Regions from separate parts of the Mus musculus genome. Here region 2 is linked to region 1. The links are chromatin contacts, called in public Hi-C maps. All regions are on one chromosome and are shown on one strand. Each heading gives the region's core, a stretch centred on a gene start, on an enhancer-like site or on the middle of the called end of the contact. The rest is flanking DNA. Distances are from core to core; before and after follow the strand shown. Region 1 has its middle 21 kb from the start of Gm19619. Region 2 has its middle 21 kb from the start of Uso1.

The links. Hi-C and Micro-C count contacts between places; a contact is called where the count stands out from the background.
Region 2: a Hi-C map of the N1E-115 cell line shows a contact between it and region 1, with 12 times the contacts expected there. The contact joins two enhancer-like sites. A contact is called at or near these places in 1 of 15 datasets of contacts at CTCF or cohesin (pro-B cells), 4 of 484 Hi-C or Micro-C datasets (the G1E-ER4 cell line, the N1E-115 cell line, the STO cell line and 1 more) and 1 of 115 datasets of contacts at active chromatin or transcription factors (the NIH/3T3 cell line).

Annotation. Positions count from the first base shown.
Region 1 is chr5:91,301,256-91,306,769 of GRCm38.p6, reverse strand. No RefSeq gene overlaps it. Among named protein-coding and RNA genes, the nearest start is that of Gm19619, 21 kb to the right of the region's middle. Within about 2 kb of position 3,274, at least 26 of the 459 cell types and tissues checked have an H3K27ac peak or open chromatin away from gene starts, as enhancers often do. A contact at or near this core is called in the N1E-115 cell line, where this site is marked.
Region 2 is chr5:92,114,550-92,120,063 of GRCm38.p6, reverse strand. It overlaps a transcript of G3bp2 not described here. Among named protein-coding and RNA genes, the nearest start is that of Uso1, 21 kb to the left of the region's middle. Within about 2 kb of position 2,088, at least 76 of the 459 cell types and tissues checked have an H3K27ac peak or open chromatin away from gene starts, as enhancers often do. A contact at or near this core is called in the N1E-115 cell line, where this site is marked.

The sequences.
Region 1 (5,514 bases), core at 2,025-4,524:
TGGGAATCAAATCTTTAACTCATGGGACTTTGGGGGGACACTCAGACTCCAAATGAGAAAACCAACTTGTCTAGCAAACGCCAACACATTCCTCTCCAGCCCCTTGTTCTTCATATACTGTCTTATCTTTCTTCCTGGCCGTTATTAGGCATTGGGTCATCTGTCCCATGAGAACAGGACCCATGATTGGTTTATTCCCTGTACTCCTGGGGCGTTCCTAACATGTAAGAAATCCTCCACCACTTCTCTTAGACTTATTAATTAATTACTCATACTTTAGCCTTTGCAGAAATAAATAAATGCTTTTATATGTTACATACTTAAATAATATTAGTCGCTGGACTTGAAGTTGTGGATTAGGGATTTATCTTTCTACTGTGTCATATACAACCTTTAGGAAATGCATCTAATTCTTGTTCTTTTTAAACAATTTAAAGATAACGTTCAAGGCAAGCCCATGCTCTGAACTTCTCTGTACCCACCAGGACTTGCTTTCTCATCATTTTTCCTCTATCCCAAGTGCTGATGTATATCTGTAAGACAGTGGTGACTCAGGACTAAGCTAATATGCCTAAAAGGAAGGCAGAAGGGTGAATAATTGAACTACATTGGAAAAAAGACTAAATTGACTTTTAGAAATGCTTTTCTATGTGTATGGAGTTAGAGTGTTTGTGCATGTGGGAACACAAGAGCCCACACCTGCACACGTGTGGAGGACAGGGTAAGGTATGGGATTCTCTCTATTTCTCTCTGCAAAGCTTCATCTCTCTTCCTGCCTTCCTCTCCCTAGGTGCTGGGATTATAGCAGAACATAGCCATGCCTGGGTTTTGACGTGGCTGGCTACTGGGGATGGGAACATAGGTCCTCATGCACGTGCAGCAAGCACTCTCACCCCTGAACCATCTTCCAATCCCTGTCAATGTTTGCATTAGTATCTATTAATGATGCGTTAAAATGAGTTTCATTATGATGTATTTATACATGTATGTAATTTATTTTGATCAAGTCTGTCCCAGCTTCTCTCTCTTATTCCTGACTGTGTCTGTCGCTCCTCCTTCTTCCCAAGCAGGTGCCCCCCATCTTTCCTGTCTTCTTTGCATGCTTTATTAGGATGGTTTATCAGAGCATGGGTGATGCTTGATTTTCAGGAACCTAGACAACTTCCTGTGACTACACCACTGAAGAAAATATTCTTTTCTCTGTATCAACCATTGACCATGATGAATCCTCAGGAGCAGGTGAGGCCCTGTCAGCCCTTACCTCTTCCAAGACAAACTGCTAACAGGCTCCATCTTGGGCCGATCTTACACAGGCAATTGCAGTTGAGATGGGCCTGGAGAGATGATCCAGCAGTTTCCAGCAGTAAAAAACAGCCACTAGCGTACAGAAAATCCAACTTCGGTTCTTTGCACCCATGTTGGCTGAGTTGCATCCACCTATAACTCCAGCTCCAGTGTCCAAAGCACTCTTCTGGCCTTTGTAAGAACCTGCATTCACATACTCACACCCATATACCCTGATACACATAATTAAAAATAATATAAATCTTCTAAAAAGTAGGGCAAAAGTCACGTCCTGAGCAGAAGTCAGAATTCCATAAACCCCTCTGCTCTTTCATTCGTTCAGCTCATTCTGTAATATTCTCTGAGCCTTGTTGGGGGTTGTACAGTTGCTCCTTTTTTGTCTAGACATCCAATAATCATTTATTCCCAGTACTTTGGCCACTTACGGATCTTTGCAATCATCACTGAGCACGACAAAGAGAAGTTTCTCTGACAAAAGCTGACAGCAGTACTCACCTGTGAGCCTGCACAGTTATTTAGAGGGCAGATTAACAGACATGTCATGTCCGTCTAGCAAAAGGTAAGGCTGTAGCTTCCCCTGTAGTGTCTGTGTCCTCATCAGCATTTAATTAGGTTTATAGTTCTATGTGTGCATTCCCTCTAGAGGAACAGGAATCAAATCCAATTACAAAGTGGATGGCGGGGAGGGTATGGGGGACTTTTGGGATAGCATTGGAAATGTAATTGAGGAAAATACATAATAATAAAAAAAAGAAAGTGGATGGCTTTTCACTATAACAGGGATCCCATTATTGTGCCAATGTGTATGGTTGCAAACAGGGTCCACAGCAAAGTTAAGTCTGTTGATATTTGTTCTCCCCAGCAGCCAGTATAGCACCGTCTGGAACTATCTAAGCTAGCCAGCAAGAAGGAGGCTCCCAGACAAATAGAGGTTGATATTTCTATATCCCTTGACCAAGCAAGGCATTTTGCCTCTTCAATATTAGGTTCTTAGTGTCTCTTCTGATGATCATCTAACAGCAATGGCAATTGATTGTATTGTTTGTGTAACTCAATGGCCTCCCTGGCTAACAACTCACAAGGACCCAGACACTGGTAAACTCCTTTAGTAACCTATGACTTTGGGAAAAACTTTATCTACCCATGGGGTACCTCTCTTCAAACTCTCATTTTAAAATATCTTTATCATTATCTTTATTGAGTATCACATTTCCTCATGGGTTTTTCCAGACATAAACAGATTTAAAACACACACACACACACACACACACACACACACACACACACACACACACAAACACACACACACACACATGAGAACAGTCATTGTCTCCGAGCAGAGTGAGAGAGCGACGTTGAGTTGAGTTGGACCTCTGCCCAATGGGGCTATGCAGAGAGAAAGCAGGGTCTGTAGCTGAGCGGAGTCACACCCAGAATGAGATCTGGAGTGACTAGTTCAGTGGCCAACAGGCTTGCAAGCTTTCAACAGTGTCAGTCATTGTAGCATTTAGTGAATGGGTAAGTTCAAGGGCAGAGGGCCACTCACTACCTGAGGGGTGATCTAAGAGGGCGGGGAGAGAGTTAACTTCTCTTCTGGAAAGTCTGAGAAAGGGAAGAACCATGGAAGAGGGCGGGGCCAGGGAGCTGTAAGGATGGCAAGTGCCCGGGCATTGCTGGGAGGTGAACCTGTTTGAACCAGAAGGCCTGGGTGTGAACAGGAAGACAACTGGGGGCGGGAGGGGGGGTGTCATCCAAATGTGGCTCAGGGATAGAGAGACTCACCTTCCTCAGGGACCGGGGAGGAGAGAAAGGAAAGAATCAAGAAGTTGTAGCTGGGCATTTATAGGCCGCAGGGCAGGGTATAATTCCCCAAAGCCTGTTATTTCTTTAGTAAAAATGATGTTAGGTTGTGTGGGGAGCAGAGGGGAGGAGAGGTTGAGTTGGAGATCTGCCCTCCCCCAGAACATTAGCATGACCTCTGAAGATGAATGTTACTGCTGAGGTCCCTCCGCTGACTAATGCCCAGCAGATGAGGAGATAGTATTTCTGTTGACAATTACACTCTCAACCTAATGACTTGCCTTTTTTGATGATTTCTGCCTTCGTCACAGGCTGTTAACAAGCACTAAATTGTGCGTGGGCTTAACTCTCATGTCCAAGGCTTATTATATTAATATTCTTTTGCTGTTTTAACTTCCTAATATGAAAGCATAATAAACAACGTTGCCGAGAACAGCTCAGCATCTGGTGTCCACCAAGGAGTCACGGATGCTCATGAGTCAGCGGGTGCATCTCACCCGTCAGGAGAGCAGGGCTACTTATCTATATTGCTTCATCTTCTGTTAATGGAAAGGCAGCAATGTGCAGACATTCATTCAGGAAGCATCAGCTCGTCTCTTGGGCTATGTCAGGTACTCTGGCTGTGGGCGAGGATTTGATGACGGGAGGCACAGTCCTCAGGACTGATGACTGAATGCTTTTCTAGAAGTGAACCCAGGAATTTACTCAATATAGCTGCAGATTTTCCAACATTACAGCTAAAGTCAGTTGTAGCACGTGACCCATGTGAAATACGGTTTGAGTGTCAGAATGTGTTTTCCAGTACTCAATTGAAAGTCTGGGAGCTGTGTGTTTTTTAATGAGTTATCAAACTGCATTTATCCCTTAGAAGTCAAAGAGAAAGAATAGCTTCCTGCCTGTTACTTTATTTCCCACTCTGCCTTGCATAGATCTGCATTGCCTCCTACCCGACTCCCATCCCCATCCCCCATCCCCCATCCCCACCCCCACCCAGGCCTCCATGGGGATGGCAACAATGGCAGTGGGGCATGGCCATTGCCCAGGCTGCTTGCTACCTTTGTTCTGCATGCATTTCAATTTCTAATTCCCTCCAATAAAAGGTGATTTGTTTGCAAAAAATTTAAAAAAATGTTTATAAAATTTTTTTTGAAAAACCTCAAGGATGTAAGGGAATAGATTTGCTAATATCTTCTTTATTTTTGATATAGAGTTAGCTGGTAGGCACCATTCATTGTCCCATTCACCCCCCTCCGGGTGGAAGGAAGTTGCACTGACTGTGGTTTCAGGGGGACATTTCTAGTTTCCTTGTTTCCCTTTCCCATTCTTCCCTCCCTATTTCCTTCTCTCCACCCTGCCCTTCTCACTTCCCCTTTTCCTTCCCTAGCCTCTCAGTCCACTAATGCTTACTGAGCACTATTGTTTTGCGGCGGGCTCTGTGGGTGCACAGTGGAATTAGAGAGATAGCAAGGCAGGCACACACACACACACACACACACACACACACACACACACGCGCACGCGCACGCGCACGCGCACGCGCACGCGCACGCGCCAGTCACACTGAGGTGTGTTAGGTTAGCGCATGTAGCAAGGGACAGAACTGCTTGGGAGAAAGGCTCCACAACAGCCTGGAAGTGGAGTAAGGGCTTCACTTAGCTGAACAGGGAAAAAAGCAAGCATAGCCTAGTCCAATGAAACTGGGCAGAAAGAAGGGAGCAAGTGCGCCTTTAGATTTAGAGGTTTGGGTTAGACCTTTGCTATACAGGACATGGATTAAAGGATCATAGTCATTCATCTATCATCCTCTGCAAAGGACCAAGAAAACAGATCTCTGCTGCTCTTTGAAGCTGGCTTTTCCCTTCGGTCAGCCAGATCTGAGGCAGGAGTTCTGTAGTGTCACCGGGTCACATTCGCTTAGTTTGTGATGTGAGATACAAGACATAATCCCTTTCACGCTGCCACTACACCTCCCCCTTACACACATCCCTGTGGCCACGGTTTCCCAGGGCCCCGTGGAATGAGGGATTCTGTATGCTCTGACCTGCAAACTGCCTGGTCTCTTCCTAACTACAGGACACACTTGGCATTTGGTTTATGTTTGCTTTAAAGTAAGAGATCTTCTGCAAACAGAGGGCTGACATAATCACTATTGCGCCCTTTTCCTTTAAGAGAAGCTCATGTGGGCTGGTGAGATGGCTCAGTGGTCAGGCTGCGTGCCACCCAGCCTGACCGGACAACCCGAGTTCAGTCCCTGAGACCAAAGTGGTGGAAGGCGAGTGCTGATGCCTACAAGCATCTTGATTTTCACATGAGCCTCAGGACACATGATGAATATGAATACACATACACATACACACACACACACACACACACACACACATACACACAGAAAATGCAATACAATTTTTT
Region 2 (5,514 bases), core at 839-3,338, 810 kb before region 1:
AGGGGCGACTGTGACATATTGGGACATCTTCAGGGATGTAGTCAGGAAGTGCTCATGGCAGCCTTTGGGTTCTGTAGTATGTACGGGAAGTGGGAGCATGTGCAAGTGCCTGCATGTCTGTCTGTGTGTAGTTTCCTAGTCTTTTGCTTAATCCAATGCTATTTCTCTCTCCGTGATCAGCTTTCTCTGGACTCTTGGCCTCTCTACTATAAAGCCTACAGTTGCTTTGCCTATGTAGGCCCCACTCCAAGCTCAGCAGTGGCTCAGAGCTCAGCTCCCTGTGAACTCAGCCCCATCCTCCTGGCAATCTGGGTCCAATCATAAGCCCTGCTATCATTTCCTCTGTTAGTTTTTGAATGTAAAGATCTGAGGATTTTTAGTCTAATCTATCTTTAGATTTTTTAAAAAAAAGATTTATTTATTTATAGTGTATACAATGTTCTGTATGCATTTATGCCTGCACACCAGAAGAGGGCACCAGATCTCATTATAGATGATTGTGAGCCACCATGTGGTTGCTGGGAATTGAACTCAGAACCTCTGGAAGAGCAGTCCGTGCTCTTAACCGCTGAGCCTTCTGTCCAGCCCTAATCTGATGTATCTATCGTACAGTGAACATGTTTTGGACTCATCAGTTTTATGTGAATGCAGTACTAATTGGTATCATTTCTAGTTACTCCTGACTTCTGTCCTGAGCTCTTCATGTAGACTGCCTCCCTCAGCTGCCCCAACTTACCTGCTTTCTCCTTTTCTGTCTATTTCTTTGTGTTTTGAGACAAGGTGTCACTGTGGTCCAGCCTGGATGGGAATTCTTTTGTAGGCCTTAAGATTGTGATAATCCTCATGTGTCAGCTTCCTAAGTGCTGGAATGATAATTATGAGCCACTATGTCTGGCTTCATCTTTGACATGTTGTTTTCTGGGAACTGAGGATCAAACATGTGCTTCCCACATCCCAGGCAATTACTATACCAGTGAGCTGTGTCTGTAGCCCTCAGCCCTTTTCATGGAGAAGGAAATGATTGAAGAAGGGCAGTAAGTAACTGTGACAGGTGACAGAGCACAAGGACCAAGGTTTGATGGGGGATTTCTCCATCTGGCCTGCACCCTGTTCCCCACCCCCTTGCTTTTCCACTTCAGCCTCTAGTTATTGGCTGCTTCCAATGACCATCTTCACTTCACTTACTTTCCCAGCTAAACTATCATCTTTGTGAAATGGGAGAACTAACCAGTAGGATCAGGGATCCACCTAGACAGAGAATTTCCTCAGTTGTCTCTATAGTGTCTCAGAGCTAAGTGACCATGCCAGAACCCTTGGGAACAAGGAGAGATTGAGACTGACTTCCTGCCCTCTTGGTCTCTCAAGTTGGGTTTTCCAGTGGCCTAAAGCTTAGCCCAGACCAGCTCTTTTGAGCTGTCATTCATATAAGCTGTCTTAAAAGAGAAGTAGCAGGCTGTGCATCACACTTAGCCCAAGGCCAGCATATGCTGAGATGTTCAATACAGCTTTGCTTTTACTTTCCCATACAGACTACCTCAGCTACTTTTAGCTTAAAACTGAAGCCAGAGGTCATCAGAGCTGATTTGTTTTTTCCTCAAGTTCGAATCCAGGGTGAGGTGACAGAACTGCAGTACATTGTGACTAATAGGTTGGAAGCCCATGGGACAGATGACACTGACAAAAGAAAGAGTGAACAGTAAAAAGGAACCTTCACATTTTAAATAAAAATGAAACGACACGCTTCAACTTTGTAGAAATGATTCCCACAGTCTGTGCTTGTGTCCACCCGAGCATGCCCAATCACATATGATCTTGGAAGCTAGGCAGGCTCCGGCTTAGTTAGTACTAGGATGGGAGACCATCCCCATGGAGGGCATAACCTGGACCATAATATTAAGTGATTCCATTCTGGCAGATGTCTGTTCCCTCTCCTGCCATTTGTCTTACGTTGACTGCTGCTCTTTCATGTTGGCCTCTGGGAGGCACTGTTTCCCCTCTAAATGTGGACCAGAAGGCAAGACTCAGCAATCACAGTGCTGGGCTCTGGCTGCTAGACTTGAACCAGAGCAGCTGTGAATGACGTCACTGTTGGTCATCTGCTGTACACGCCAGGTTCATCTTCGGCTTGCGAGGAGTGTCTCTTGTTGACCGTTACTGGACTTTGTGAAGACTGGCTTTTTATTCCTGTCATGTAAAAGTCATTTGCCAGCCGTGTTGCTAAGGGCTGTCGTAAAATTTCTCAACCAAGTCCAGAGAGGGAGATAGCTAGTGTTCTAGCTTGCTTTTCCATTGCTGTAATCAGCACCTTGACTTCTGAGGGAAGCCAAGGCAGGAGAACCTGGAGGCCGGAACTGAAATACAAACCTGTGTACTGGTCTTTCCCCTCTGGCTTGCTCAGTTCATACCTTTCTTATATAACCCAAGCCCACCTGCCCAAAGATGTTACTGTCTCTGGTGGTCTGGGCTCTTCTACGGGGATTAGCAATTAAGCAAATGTCCCACAGACATGCTCACAGGCCAGTAATTTTAAAATTGAGTTTCTCTTTTGCAGGGTATGGCTAAATTTGGGTCAAATTGATAAAAACTGTCTATAACAGGTAGATAGCTGATTCCTCAAGACTCAGCCAAGGGACAAGGCACGGGAAACAGTCTTCACGGCCTTCCCAAGGGTTCCAGGGCCTTTAGTGTTTTGGTTTGAAGTAGAAAGGGATGCTTTCTTCCTTTCAGGGAAACTGTGGCAGTCCTGACCCCTCAGTAAATGAGGCTTGGCTTGCGTATACATTCGAATTTACTATGAAGTAAATTTGTATCTCACTCATACACTTGCTGGAAAGCAGCCAGTAGTCGCAGTAAAATTCAATTAGCTAATTCGTTAAATTAGAATGTTTACATTTTTATTTTCAAGATTCAGCATTTAGTGTAGGATCCCAGATCTTCCTTCACTCAACTCAGTTGTGCTCCGAACAAATTCGGATTTAACGGATGTTTGGCAGGACTAAGGCCCAATCTTCCGTTTTAAAAACTTGGTTCATTAAACCTTAGTTTATAATGAATCCTAACACTAATGAATCTTTATAAAGAAGCTAGGAAAGGCTTCTCATTCGTCGGTTTCCTAATGGCTTTCTTTGATCTAACCTGTGTCAATGTGTTGTTTCTTCTGGGATCAGAGTCTGTATCATTGTGTCTGTCTTTTATTACATTTTTCTCCAATAAAAAGTTATACTTAGTTACTGGGCTTTTGTTAAGTCTTTATTTGTGTGTGTGGTCTGTGTGTACGTATTAGCGTGGGTGTTTACACATGCTAAAGGTAGACTTAGGTTATCTTTTAACCTGTTGCTTTCTACTGATTTCTTTGTTTGTTTGTTTGTTTGGTTGGTTGTTTTTTGAGAAAGGGTTTCTCTGTGTAGCCCTGGCTGCCCTGGAACTCACTCTGTAGACCAGGCTGGCCCTTGAACTCAGAGATCCGCCTTGCTCTGCCTTCCAAGTGCTGGGATTAAAGGTGTGCGCCACCACTGCCCGGCTCTGCTTATTTCCTAATTTTAATTTTACTTTTATGTGTATGGGTGTTTACTGTGCACTTCTGTCTGTGTACTGCATTCGTGCTTGGTGCCCTCAGAGGCCAAAAGAGGCCAGTGGATCTCTTGAAACTGGAATTACACATGTTTTGGGGCTACTGTTGTAGGTGCTAGGAATAGAACCCTGAGCTATTTGGAAGCTTAGACATCTCTCCTCCTCCTCCTCCTCTTTCTCTTCCTTCACCTCTCCTTCCACCACTTCTACCCCAGGCCTGGGGCTGCTGGAGCAGGCGCCAAGGTTTCTGTGGGTCCTGGGGATCTGAACTCACATCATCACACTTGCCAGCCAGGCAGGCGCCTTACCTACTGAGCCATCCTCCCCAGCCCTGTCATTCACTCTAATTGTTGAGGTCCTTTACTCTTCCCGGGCATGCATATTGGTCCTTGTAAGTCTTGTTTGCTCTTCATGACCTAACATGGACTTTCAGTAGAGGTCATCTTTGACATGTTCTAGACCCTAAACATTGCTAATACATAAAGTAACCCTCACAACCATACTGCAGAGAGTCACTATTACAGCATCACTCAGCAGCAAGTGGCAGAATTTGGAGTTGAAACTCAGTCCATCTTGAGCCCATAATATATAATAAAGAACATGTAGGGGCTGGAGAGATGGCTCAGCAGTTAAGAGCACTGACTGTTCTTCCAGAGGTCATTAGTTCAATTCCCAGCAACCACATGGTAGCTCACAACCATCTGTAATGAGATCTGGTGCCCTCTTCTGGTGTGTCTGAAGACAGCTATAGTGTACTTATATAGAATAAATAAGTAAATCTTTAATAATTAATAATGTCCCAGTGCCCAAGTGAATTAGGACTGCTAACATTCAAGTGTAAGAGTTGTCCAAGCTGGGCGTGGTGGCACATGCCTTTAATCCCAGCACTTGGGAGGCAGAGGCAGGCAAATTTCTGAGTTCGAGGCCAGCCTGGTCTACAAAGTGAGTTCCAGGACAGCCAGGGCTATACAGAGAAAACCTGTCTCGAAAAACCAAAAAAAAATTTAAAAAATTAAAAAACAACAACAACAACAAAAAACCAAACTGGCCTTTTAGACATGTAGAAATAGCTTAGTTGGCTGGAGAGATGGCTCAGAGGTTAAGAGCAGTAACTGCTCGTCCAAAGGTCCTAAGTTCAAATCCCAGCAACCACAAGATGACTCACAACCACCTGTAATGAGATCTGATGCACTCTTCTGGTGCATCTGAAGACAGCTACAATGTACTTACATATAATAAATAAATAAATCTTAAAAAAAAAAGAAAGAAATAGCTTAGTGAGAACCCCTCTATACCCAAGGCTGCTCCTGATAACCAGAACTACACACTGAAGATAACCAGACGTAGTCCTAGAACCTCATGACATCCACTGGACAGTGTAAGCAGAGACTAAGAGCAGTGCTCTGTTCTGCACATCTAGAGAGATGCTACCTTGATCTGCCCTGCAGCTGGAGAGCCTCTCCCAGGATCCTGATCCTCAAGTCAGAGTCTACTCTTATCGACTGTACTTGACATCTAGCTAAGATGCATCAAACAAGAGAGCAGCCTTGGGGAAGTAGGTTTAGGACTGAAGTTAGGAATTTAGCCTGTGAATCTTGTGTGAACCCTCAGCATAATAAAATACAACTTCTGTTTTACTAACTACATGTATCTACCTTCCTGATTTTGTGACAGTTGGTACAGTCTAGTCAGCAGGATCTTAGATGATCCTTAGAAAAGATGAAACTAAGGTGGCATCTTGCTATTCCTAAGGGCCCAAACTGGCTCCAGAGATAAGGGCGAATCCCCGACTTCAGGACTTCCTCCACAAAGCCACAGGCTTTTGCCTTAAGATTGGGTAGCCCAGAGCTGGTCGCAGGAAGGAAAGAACCAGAACCCTGAGGAAGAATCACTGTGGCAGGAACTAACGCCCGTGGGCTTCTGCCTTAAGATGTGGTAGTAGTG